Linked DNA regions of Arachis hypogaea: region 1 is linked to region 2. A link is a contact called in public Hi-C data. All regions are on one chromosome and are shown on one strand. The core of a region is the stretch at or near the end of the contact, and the rest is flanking DNA. Distances in the headings are between cores, read along the strand shown.

The links. Hi-C and Micro-C count contacts between places; a contact is called where the count stands out from the background.
Region 1: a contact with region 2 is called in a Hi-C map of leaf, with 2.6 times the contacts expected there. The contact joins the promoter of LOC112741826 here to the promoter of LOC140178534 in region 2. A contact is called at or near these places in 2 of 8 Hi-C or Micro-C datasets (leaf and an unstated tissue).

What each region holds. Positions count from the first base shown.
Region 1 is chr14:22,689,966-22,695,501 of arahy.Tifrunner.gnm2.J5K5, reverse strand. It overlaps LOC112741826 (eukaryotic initiation factor 4A-3), which reads left to right and starts at 1,594. Exons shown (of 8, transcript XM_025790948.3): 1 at 1,594-2,067; 2 at 2,666-2,906; 3 at 3,012-3,092; 4 at 3,863-3,970; 5 at 4,063-4,182; 6 at 4,380-4,547; 7 at 5,328-5,414. The coding sequence starts at 1,766.
Region 2 is chr14:22,266,324-22,272,073 of arahy.Tifrunner.gnm2.J5K5, reverse strand. LOC140178534 reads left to right here and starts at 3,579. Exons shown (of 1, transcript XM_072215710.1): 1 at 3,579-4,133. The coding sequence starts at 3,579. The coding sequence ends at 4,133. It overlaps LOC140178533, which reads right to left. Exons shown (of 6, transcript XM_072215709.1): 5 at 5,030-5,418; 6 at 4,328-4,953. The coding sequence ends at 4,480. LOC112742403 reads left to right here. Exons shown (of 1, transcript XM_025791643.1): 1 at 1-1,093. The coding sequence ends at 1,093.

The sequences.
Region 1 (5,536 bases), core at 345-2,844, 430 kb before region 2:
GAGTCTCCCAGTTTTTCAATACGATTTTCATCTCTCCTTTGGATAGTGAAAGCATAAAAAAAGGCAGTATTCATATCTCTGAATCTCAACCACTTCACTCTAACTCTTTATCCCTAAAACATCTTCTCTTATCTCTAAAATTGAGTTAGTCTCTCTTTAGTTGATAGTATTTTCTTTTGTTGCTCCTCTATAAATTCTGAATCCTGTCAAGTTTGTAACTTAATCTTCAGCTTTTCAATTTCCTTATATGCTCTTTTAAAAGTGGTTCCACTCCAATTTTTTAACTCCTTTTTACAGCTCTCCATCCTTCTCTGAATCTTGTTCCAATCCTCCGATTCAGTCCCATTCCCTCTTTTTCAACCATTTTCAATGATCTCCTTGCATTTTTTATGTTTAGCCCAATATGCTTCAAATTTAAAAAACTTACTTGCTCTTACCTTTAGCTCAAGATCTAATACTAAAAGAGAATGATCTGAACTTACTATTGGCCAGGCTGTAAGAGAAGCACTCTGAAAAAATCTTCTCCATTTCTAATTTGTTAACGTCCTACCTATTCTTTTCCTAGTCATAAATTCATTTCTAGAATTACTGAACCATATAAATTTTAAACCTTTTAAATATATGTCTATAAGTGCGTTCTTGTCCACAAAATTTCAAAAGCATTGCACTTGACTTCTAGACTTCGGGTGTAATTCAATTTTTTCTTCTTGGTTGAGGATTTCATTCAAATCACTAATGTATAATTTTGGTTTTTCAGAATTAATATTTCCTGCAGTGAGTTGATCCCATAATTCTTTCCTTTTTTTTGGATTAGGATGGCCATAAATAAAATTTTCTTCCCATTCAACATTATTTTTATATTTAATTGTTGCCTTTATAAAGTTATCACACCACGAATAAACATTAACATTAATATTACTATTCTACAAAATGCACAGACCTCCGGACAACCCCTAAGTTTAATAAAAAAAAGCCATATTAAATTTAAGCTTTCTTCTATCTTGTTTACATAATTTTTCTTAGCTCTAGTTTCCAAAAGAAAAAAGATGGCAGGCTTTACCCGTTTGCATAGGTTTTTATTTTTGTCATATCTCCCTAACTCCTCCTAATTGCCTATCTTGATTTCTTTCTGAATGTCTTTCATAGTGTTGTCTTTCTCATCATCACTTGCTAACTCCACAATATAGAAACCTGCATTTCCTTTTTCCTTTTCAGTTGTTCCCCAGTTTTGTGCGTTTTCTTTCTCATTCTCTATTTCTCTTTTTTTTTTTTTTTTAAGTTAGGAGTGAGATTCAAACTCAAGATTTTTAGATGAAGATGAAAAGACTATACCATTTAAGCTTGGCTCATTCTTCTTGGTTCTTATAGATTTTTTATTTTTTTGGTCATGGTTCTTATAGAATTTAATTATACATTTCATCCACATTTGGGTCGGAGAAAAATAAGATTGTTAGATAATTTCAAGCTCTTGGGTAATCCGTTCATTTCCAATGAGAAAAGAATAAGAGGTCCAAATTAGCAAACGCCCAAACATTATGGGCCTTATTGGGCTGAACATCCAAACTTATCGACTAACCCTTTTAAATTTTTTCTATCTGGTTTAGGGCACAGAAACAACCAACACAAACACGAACAACACTCCCGTTACCTTCTCTCTTTCTCTCTCCTCCTACTTCCCAGCTCCCACGAACCAAAATCGCCAAAACCTTGAAACATACCCCAAAAAAAGCCTTTTTTCTTTTTTAATTTGAGTTTTCTGGAGGTGATGGCGACGACGTCGGTGGTGCCGGCCAACCGGCGGCGTGCGGCGAACGCTGCGGAGGAGCTGGAGTTCGAGACGACGGAGGGGGTAAAGGCGATAGCGAGCTTCGAGGAGATGGGAATAAAGGACGATCTGCTCAGAGGGATCTACCAGTACGGATTCGAGAAACCCTCCGCAATCCAACAGCGTGCCGTGACGCCAATCATACAGGGCCGTGACGTCATCGCTCAGGCTCAATCTGGAACCGGCAAGACCTCCATGATTGCACTCACCGTTTGCCAGTTCGTTGATACCTCCAAGAGAGAGTACGCACCTTCAATTTCACTTTTCGTTTTTATTTTGTTTCTGTTTTACTGCATTTGTTTAAGCATTATTACGAATTTAAAAAAAGGAAAAGAATTCTACTGCTTAATGCACACACAAATTTGTTTAAGTTGGGTTTTAATTTATAGATTAGGGTTTTCAAATATTTTATAACGATAGGTTATGTGGTGGTATGAATTTAGGAATTCTATTGAAGGATAATGAGGAGAAATTGAATATCTGTTTTAAATGTTAATGCTTACAAGATTCGTTTTGGTACTCAGTTCCTTAGTTATTCCTGATTTGATTATAAGCACCTTGTTGGGTGCAATCACGTGTGTAATATGCAGCAGCAGTATAGAGAATTCTGTATATGGTATGCATGGTAATTGAGTGAACCTGATAGCTATCTCCTAAGAAACTTTTCTCTATTCTCTTCTGTCATGTAATGTTATTATGTTAGTAAAGCTAGGAGCATAATTCTATCCCGAAGTAATTTCATTAGGTGATTTTTTGCGAGATTTATGCGATTATTATCGTCTTTTGCATGTGTGTTGTTTGTTTACTTATTTTGGTTTGGGTTTTGTAATTTCTGAACAGAGTCCAGGCCTTAATATTGTCTCCAACAAGGGAACTGGCCTCACAGACTGAAAAGGTTATATTGGCTATTGGGGATTTCATAAACATACAAGCACATGCTTGCATTGGGGGTAAAAGTGTGGGAGAAGATATAAGGAAGCTTGAGTATGGAGTTCACGTGGTGTCGGGAACTCCTGGTCGTGTCTGTGACATGATCAAGAGGAGAACATTGCGTACAAGAGATATAAAGATGCTAGTTCTTGTGAGTTCATTGCTTCTCATTTGCCTGTACTTGATTGTATTTATATTATAAATAGTTGTGCTTATATTGTCATGGAGTATCTTATGATTTTCATTTCATTGACAGGATGAATCTGATGAAATGTTGAGCAGAGGGTTTAAAGATCAGATTTATGATGTGTATAGATATCTCCCCCCAGATCTTCAGGTTCTCTCTTTCTTGATGCCCTGATGTTGCCTAATATTATTCAAAAGAAATTTATACAGGTGCAAATGTTATATGTTTATCGTTCAATCAAAGATGCATATTTATAGTAAGTCTTTGGCAAGTGGATAGTGGCTGAATATAGTTTGAGGTATGATATTAAAATAAACAGATATTATATTGAACAATACTGTCATTTCAAGTAATAAAAATTTGGGTAGAGATTATGGAAGTGTGAAGGTTCTTAAAGGCATTTGTAGACTTGTTTGTGTAGTGTGTACAATCTGTTTAGTAAAAATTAGAACTTAAAAGTCAGTGGCATGAGACTTGAGAGTTCAGTTTGATGTTATGACCAAAAGATAGACTCTGATTAGTTTTTTGAGAAAATATGCTTTGTTTAAGTAATAAAGGACATACAAATTTTAGATAAACATTGCTTTTGTTTTCTTAGCTAAAAAAACTGAAGCACTTTAGGTGAGGAAGATATTCTTTACTCTAATTTTAGTTCCAGATGATTTCTGGTTGACAAACTTATGCTGGTCCAGTGACCCAAATGTCTATTTCTGAGGTTGCTATATTGATTTACCGTAGGTGTCTTTTAGGGTCCTCGCTTGGCAGTTACATATGGGTATCATATGAATATTGCCCATGCTGCAGATCTTGTGGAACAGTCTCGTCTGTATCTTTTTCTCCATTTCATCCTGTGTTGTAATTGACCAGAGCCTTATTAGCACCATGAAGTATACTGTATTTAATCTGTTTTTATGATGTAGGTTGTCTTGATTTCTGCTACCCTTCCTCATGAAATACTGGAAATGACAAACAAGTTCATGACAGATCCTATAAGGATTCTTGTAAAACGTGATGAGTTGACATTAGAGGTGAGTAGCTTTTTTTCCATTGCCGACTACCTTTTCCCTTTTAACTGGAGGATATTGATCACTGATACAACTTCCCTACTCCTGAACAACAGGGCATCAAGCAATTTTTTGTTGCCGTTGAAAGGGAAGAATGGAAATTTGATACCCTGTGTGATCTTTATGATACACTCACTATTACTCAAGCTGTTATATTCTGCAACACTAAGCGAAAGGTAAATAAGAAGTTCCAGTTTTGTAGGATGGGCATCCCATTTCTCTTCCCGATCGAGTGCATTGTAAAAAGTAGATTATTAAATGCTGTGCTATAATATATATCTACTCTCTGTACTAATGAGTTTGGTGTTGATGATCTTTTAGTTTATTCATTTATTGTCCATCACATTCTAATATTTGTGTTCATTTGGGACAGGTGGATTGGTTAACTGAGAAAATGCGTAACAATAATTTCACCGTCTCAGCAATGCATGGCGACATGCCACAGAGAGAAAGAGATGCAATCATGGCAGAGTTTCGCTCTGGTACAACTCGTGTACTAATAACAACAGATGTTTGGGCTCGTGGCCTTGATGTGCAGCAGGCGAGTTGTTTTTCCTGTCCTTTACCTCTCTTTTATTTTCTTTCATGAATTCACGTATCTGCTTCCCTCTTCAGTATTTGGAGTACGTTTTACAGTCAGTCTTATCTTCTTTCTTGATAGAAAATGAAATTATATTAATATTAGTTTGCAAAAGAGGACAAGAAATCTTTGTCCTCATCCTCATCATATAGATACAGAAGATATGGCTAGGACTTAAAGGGATAGACTATATAACAATACATGCCAATCCCTTTTGAATATTAGCTAGAACAGAATAAATCAAATAAACCATTAGCTGTAACGGTCGAATGTATTACTGATGGATTTGGGGAGATGGGGTTTCACCCATGATTACATCCTAGGCCGTTTTCTGTGTTTTTGTTTCTTGGTTTCTCTCACTCACCTTGCAGAGAAGTAGCTAATTGTTCTTATATGGTGGTGAAACATTTAAATTTTGGACCTCATCCAAGGATTAATAGTCCTGTTATAACTTACTATTAAATTTCATAGTTTATATCTTGCTATTTCCCCGGTTAAAAAATATGGATTTTAATTCTTGGTTTGTAGGTCTTAGGTGTCATGGAGGGGCATTGATTTTGGTTAACAAAAACCCCAAGATGTCAATGTTTTGAATATATTGACTATAATGAAATTTTAGTTTATTTCAAATAACATACCACAAAAATTGATGAGATTTGCTGTCTATTCCTTGCATTTGGATGTAATGTAGAAGAACAGTAATTGTCTAATTGCTAATATTGATCCATGCATCTGCTTCAGGTTTCTCTAGTTATCAACTATGACCTTCCAAATAATCGAGAGCTCTACATTCATCGAATTGGCCGATCTGGACGATTTGGACGCAAGGTATTCCACTTGTTTAAACTTATTAAACATTTTGTGCTTTAACTGAGTGGTTACCCTCACCCAGTCCTATTTTCATGTCAAAATCTTCAATTTACACCCAGGTTTGAGAGGTTTTTGGTTGC
Region 2 (5,750 bases), core at 2,330-4,829:
GGGGAGCTATCAGGACCAGAGGTTTGTAGACAAAAGCAAGCACTCGGCCTTCCACCAGAAATACAGATACACAACCGATGAGTGCGTAATAGCCAAGGACCTATTGGAAAGACTTGCTCGGCAAGGCCTACTAGATAAGTACATCGAAGGAAGGAAACATAAAGAAGGCAATAGGGACAAGGAGGAATGCCAACAGGCCTCGGGAAACATGGAAGCCAACAAATGGCCAAACAACACCCAACCCAAAGGGATTATAAACTGCATATCCGGGGGATTTGCCGGAGGAGGCGAAACAACATCGGCAAGGAAGCGGAGCTACCGAGCTATGCTGGCCATCGAAGGAACAGCGCCACCAAGCAGCCAACATACACCCGACCTAGAGATTACTTTCAACAAGGCAGACATATGCTCGGTGGCCCCACACTTAGACGATCCAGTGGTAATCTCTATCCAAACAGGCGATCTATTGGTAAGAAAAGTCCTTTTGGACCCAGGTAGCAGTGCGGATGTTCTCTTTTATTCTACCTTTTTAAAAATGAATTTATCTGAAAAACTCATGCAACCATCATCCGGAGAACTAGTAGGATTCTCCGGAGAAAGGGTACCAATCAAAGGTTATATATGGCTAAAAACAACAATGGGAGATGATCCATTGTCAAGAACCCTTGATATACAATATCTAATAGTTGACTGCACGAGTCCCTACAATATTATTCTCGGAAGACCTGCTCTGAACATGTTCAGAGCAGTGATATCAACTTTTCATCTATGTGTTAAATTTCAGGCACAAGACGGCAAAATAGCAACAATTCACTCGGACCGCCAACAAGCTCGACAGTGCTATAACTCTAGCCTAAAGAGGTCGAACACAAGGCAGAAACAACACGAAGTCAAAGCAGTACAAACCATGGAGGAAGTTTTGTCCCTAGCCGAGCTCGACCCTCGAGGAGACACCCAAGAGAGACCTCAACCAGCAGACGAGCTCCAAAAAATCCAACTGACATCAAAAACCGGAACAGGTAACATACATCGACCAGGCGCTACAAGGACAAGAAAGGTCGGATCTTATCAAGATATTATAAGCCAACGCTGATTTATTCGCTTGGACCCCGGCGGACATGCCAGGTATAAGCCCAGACGTTATCTGTCACAAGCTCGCCACTAACAGAGCAAGCCGACCTATAGCTCAAAAGAAAAGGAATTTAGGAGCAGAGAAATCAAAGGCAGCCCTGGAAGGAACCAGCAAACTTTTGCAAGCCAACTTCATTAGAGAAATCCGCTTCACCACATGACTCTCAAATGTGATAATGGTAAGGAAAAACTCAGGTAAATGGCGCATGTGCGTCGACTTTACAGATTTAAACAAGGCATGCCCTAAAGATGCCTACCCTTTACCATGCATTGATAAGCTCATAGACAATGCATCAGGCTTTAAAAGCTTGAGTTTTATGGATGCATATTCTAGATACAACCAGATACTCATGCATCCAGAAGACCAAAGTAAGACAGCATTTATAACTGAACATGAAAATTTTTGTTATAGAGTAATGCCATTTGGTCTCAAGAATGCAGGTGCAACTTACCAACGCCTGATGGACAAAGTCTTCCATCATCAAATAGGACGAAACATGGAAATCTATGTAGATGATATGGTCGCCAAAACCACTCAGAAAATATCACACTGTGATGACCTCAAGGAGATATTTGAACAGATACGAGCATATAATATGAGACTCAACCCAGAGAAATGTGCCTTTGGAGTACAAGGGGGGAAGTTCCTCGGCTTCATGCTTACATCACGAGGAATTGAAGCAAACCCAGAAAAGTGTGAGGCAATAGTTAACATGGCAAGTCCTAAAACGATAAAAGAGGTACAACAATTGGCAGAGAAGGTAGCTGCACTATCTCGGTTCCTACCCGCAGTATCAAGTCGATCATACCATTTCTTCCAAACAATATTAAAGAATAAGAAATTTCACTGGACAGAAGAGGGCAAGAAAGCTTTCACCGAGCTCAAAGCCATCCTATCATCACCACCCGTACTGCAAAGACCAGAAATCGGTAAACCTTTATACTTATATTTGTCTGTTTCTAACTATTCTATAAGTTCGGCTCTTGTCATCGAAACAGGAAAAATACAACAGCCAGTATACTTCGTCAGCAGAGTCATGCAACCAACGAAACAGATGTATCCGAGGATAGAACAACTCGCCTTGGCACTTGTGATCACAGCAAGAAGACTAAGACAATACTTCCAAAGCCACACAATAGTAGTGAGGACGAACCAACCATTAAGACAAATACTGACAAAACCAGAACTGGCCGGACGTCTCACCAAATGGTCTATCGAGCTCTCAAAATTTGATATCCAGTTCCAACCAAGGTCGGCCCTAAAATCACAAATACTTGTTGACTTCATCTCAGAACTGACCCCTGATGAGCACAGCAAGTCATGGGAGCTACACGTTGATGGGGCATCAAGCCGAGAAGGAAGTGGAGCAGGGATAATTCTCAAAGAGGGAGACAAAGTGATATCCGAACAAGCCCTCCAGTTCCATTTCCCAGCAAGCAACAACCAGGCCGAGTATGAGGCCCTCATTGCAGGACTCAAGCTCGCCCTGAGCTTCCAAGTACAAAGCTTGACAGCACATTGTGACTCCCTCTTGGTGGTCCAACAGATCCGAGGAGAATTTCAGGTAAAAGATCCTTTGCTAGAGCAATACTGGCTCATAGCAAAGGATCTCATTTCAAAATTCAATTCGTTCGTTATACTGCATGTGAATAGAGAAAAAAATGTTAGAGCAGACGTATTATCCAAACTTACCGCCACTAGGGCAGACACACAGACATCGGCCTTAACACAACTCTCATTAAAAAAACCGAGCACTGAATTATTTCCTCTGACGAACATTAACCATCTCCATGATTGGAGGACACCTTTCATTGAATATATCAATACAGGCTTCATACCCAGAGGCAAACACAATCCACAACACTTCAGACGAAAGGCAAGTCTTTACACAAGCATAGCAGGAAAACCATTGCTAAGATGTCTAAACAAAGATGAAGCAAAGGAAGTGATGGACGAAATTCATGCAGGTGTTTGTGGAAACCACATTGGAGGACGAGCTCTCGTAGCTAAGATCGTCCGAACCGGGTATCATTGGCCAACCATAAAAAGGGATTCATAACGAAAGTCAAAACATGCGACAACTGTCAGAAGCACGCAGCCATATCTGCAAGGCTGGCCGAGGTATTGCATAGCATGGAGGTAAGCTGGCCATTCCATAGATGGGGGCTCGACATCCTCGGCCCGTTTCCAATAGTGCCAGGCCAGGTAAAATTTCTTTTAGTAGCAATAGATTATTTTTCAAAATGGATAGAAGCACAACCATTAGCAAGAATAACAGCCGAAAAAGTACAAACATTCATATGGAAAAACATTATATGCCGATTTGGAATACCAAGGGAAATAGTGTCTGATAATGGTAGGCAATTTACAGACAATAAGCTCGGCTCACTTCTAAGAAACTTTAACATACAGCACCATTTTAGCTCGGTCGAACACCCACAAACTAATGGACGAAGCTGCTAACCGAGTTATATTGCAGGCAATAAAGAAAAAACTTAATAATGCAAAAGGAGAATGGGCGGAACTGATTCCAGAAATATTGTGGAGTTACAACACAACGATACAAACCACCACGGGCGAGACGCCCTTCAAACTAGTCTATGGGTTGGAAGCACTGATTCCTATTGAGGTCGGCATCCCAACATTGAGAACCGAGCTATATGATGAGCAACACAACTCAAGCACAAGGAACGCCGAGCTTGACCTAACTGAAGAAACCAGGGAGATAGCAGCAATCAAACAAAGAGCTATGAAACAACTAGCTGAGAAAAAACAAAACAAAAGGGTCTTTCTGAGGACATTCACAGAAGGTGACCTAGTACTCAGACAAACAGAAGAAGCCAGACGACCCCCAACACATGGAAAGCTTGCAACTAATTGGGAAGGACCATTCCGAGTGGTCAAGGTACTCGACTTGGGGGCTTATCAACTACAAACACTACAAGGCAATCCAATATCAGGAAGCTGGAATATCTCCTCTCTAAAGATGTACCGATCTTAAATTTGTACAAATCGCGAATGAAGGTACTCTTTTTCCCTCTTAGAGCCTTTTTTCCCAAGAAAGGGGTTTTTGCCTAAGGTGGGTTTTAACGAGGCCCGACGCACAATACACTTCATTATCAATATTCAAATTTATAATCAATCATATCTAGTCTCACACAACTTTCTCCTATCCTAGTCGCAAAAAACAAAATATCAAACAAAGTATCAAAAAACGATAAATATCAACACAAACCGACCAAGCAATGGTCGGCACCAGTGAACAAGTTCAAAATAACAATATCCAACACCCGCAAGTATATGATGATAAGTTCCAAAACAAAATACAAAACAAGCAAACATCAAATTTAAACTAAGAAAGAGGGGCATTCTTGCCATGCTCCTCTACAGCCCCCATCTACAACTAATTTCCCGCCAACCACTATCTTCGTCATATCAAGCCGATCCCTATCAAACTCTGGAGCCAGCAGAGCAATTTGGCTCACAACACGTTCAAAGCCATAGGAGAACATCTCCATCCCATTTTCTTCCAACTCATGAACACGAGATGTAAGCCGACCTTTAGCCACATCGTTTTCCTTCACCTCAGCCTGCAATAGCCGAATCTGGTCCCTCAAGCGAGCTACCTCTTCCTCAAACTCCTTCGCCCTAGCAACAGCACTAATAGCAGCATCATCCTTCTCTTTTGCTAACTTCTCCAATTCGGCAATCCTCGCCTTATACGATTTCTCTAAATCAGCAATTTTATCCACCGCTCCCTGCTGCTCGGCACCAATAAGCTCGGTGGTGCGACCAACACACATCAAGTGAGAAGCAACAATCTGTAAAGACTTCTCCGAAATAAGAACAAGATTACAAAGGAAGAATAAAAAAGAGTCCTGACAAAAGTAAAACAACCTGAACGAATTTGCCGAGTGCCTCCATACCAATCCGGCGGGTCATAAGCATGTCTCCAGGATATTGAGATGCCCTATCATAAAGCTTGGCAAAATTAAACTGCTCACTCCAAAGAGACTGAGAGCTACATCCTGCAACGAAGCCATGAAGTTTTTTCTGTCGATCAAAAGCAAGCCCGCCACCTCCAACCACCTCCTGGTCACCTTCCGAGATGATCTCCAAAGACGTGTCATCCCTTTTTCTCTTGAATGACGACGCCAGACGAGCAGCAGAAGAAAAAGCCTGCTCACCGCCATCCCTTCGATCAAATGAACCGCCAACACCTTTCTCTTTTTTCTTGTTCAAAAAGGACTGCAACTTCGAAGGATCCAAGAGAGGAACCCGACCACCTACAAAAAACCACCAATATCAGAAAAACAACAAACAACAATGCAAACAACAAACAACCAAGCCATTACCTATATAAGTTTTCAAGCCCTCAGTATCACCCGAATAAAAAAAACGCAGAATATCAGAAATAGACATACACTCCCCAGCAGCAACACTCTCAACCAGAAAATCCAACACAAATTCCTCTTCTTCATTCCACTCAAAAGCCTCAAGGATTTGACTCGGCTCAGAGCACCAATAAAGGGAAAACTTTTCACTAAGTTCATCATCCAAATAAAATGGGTACTCGGACTCAACCGATCGAACTTTAACAAAAAGAGATTTGAAGTTT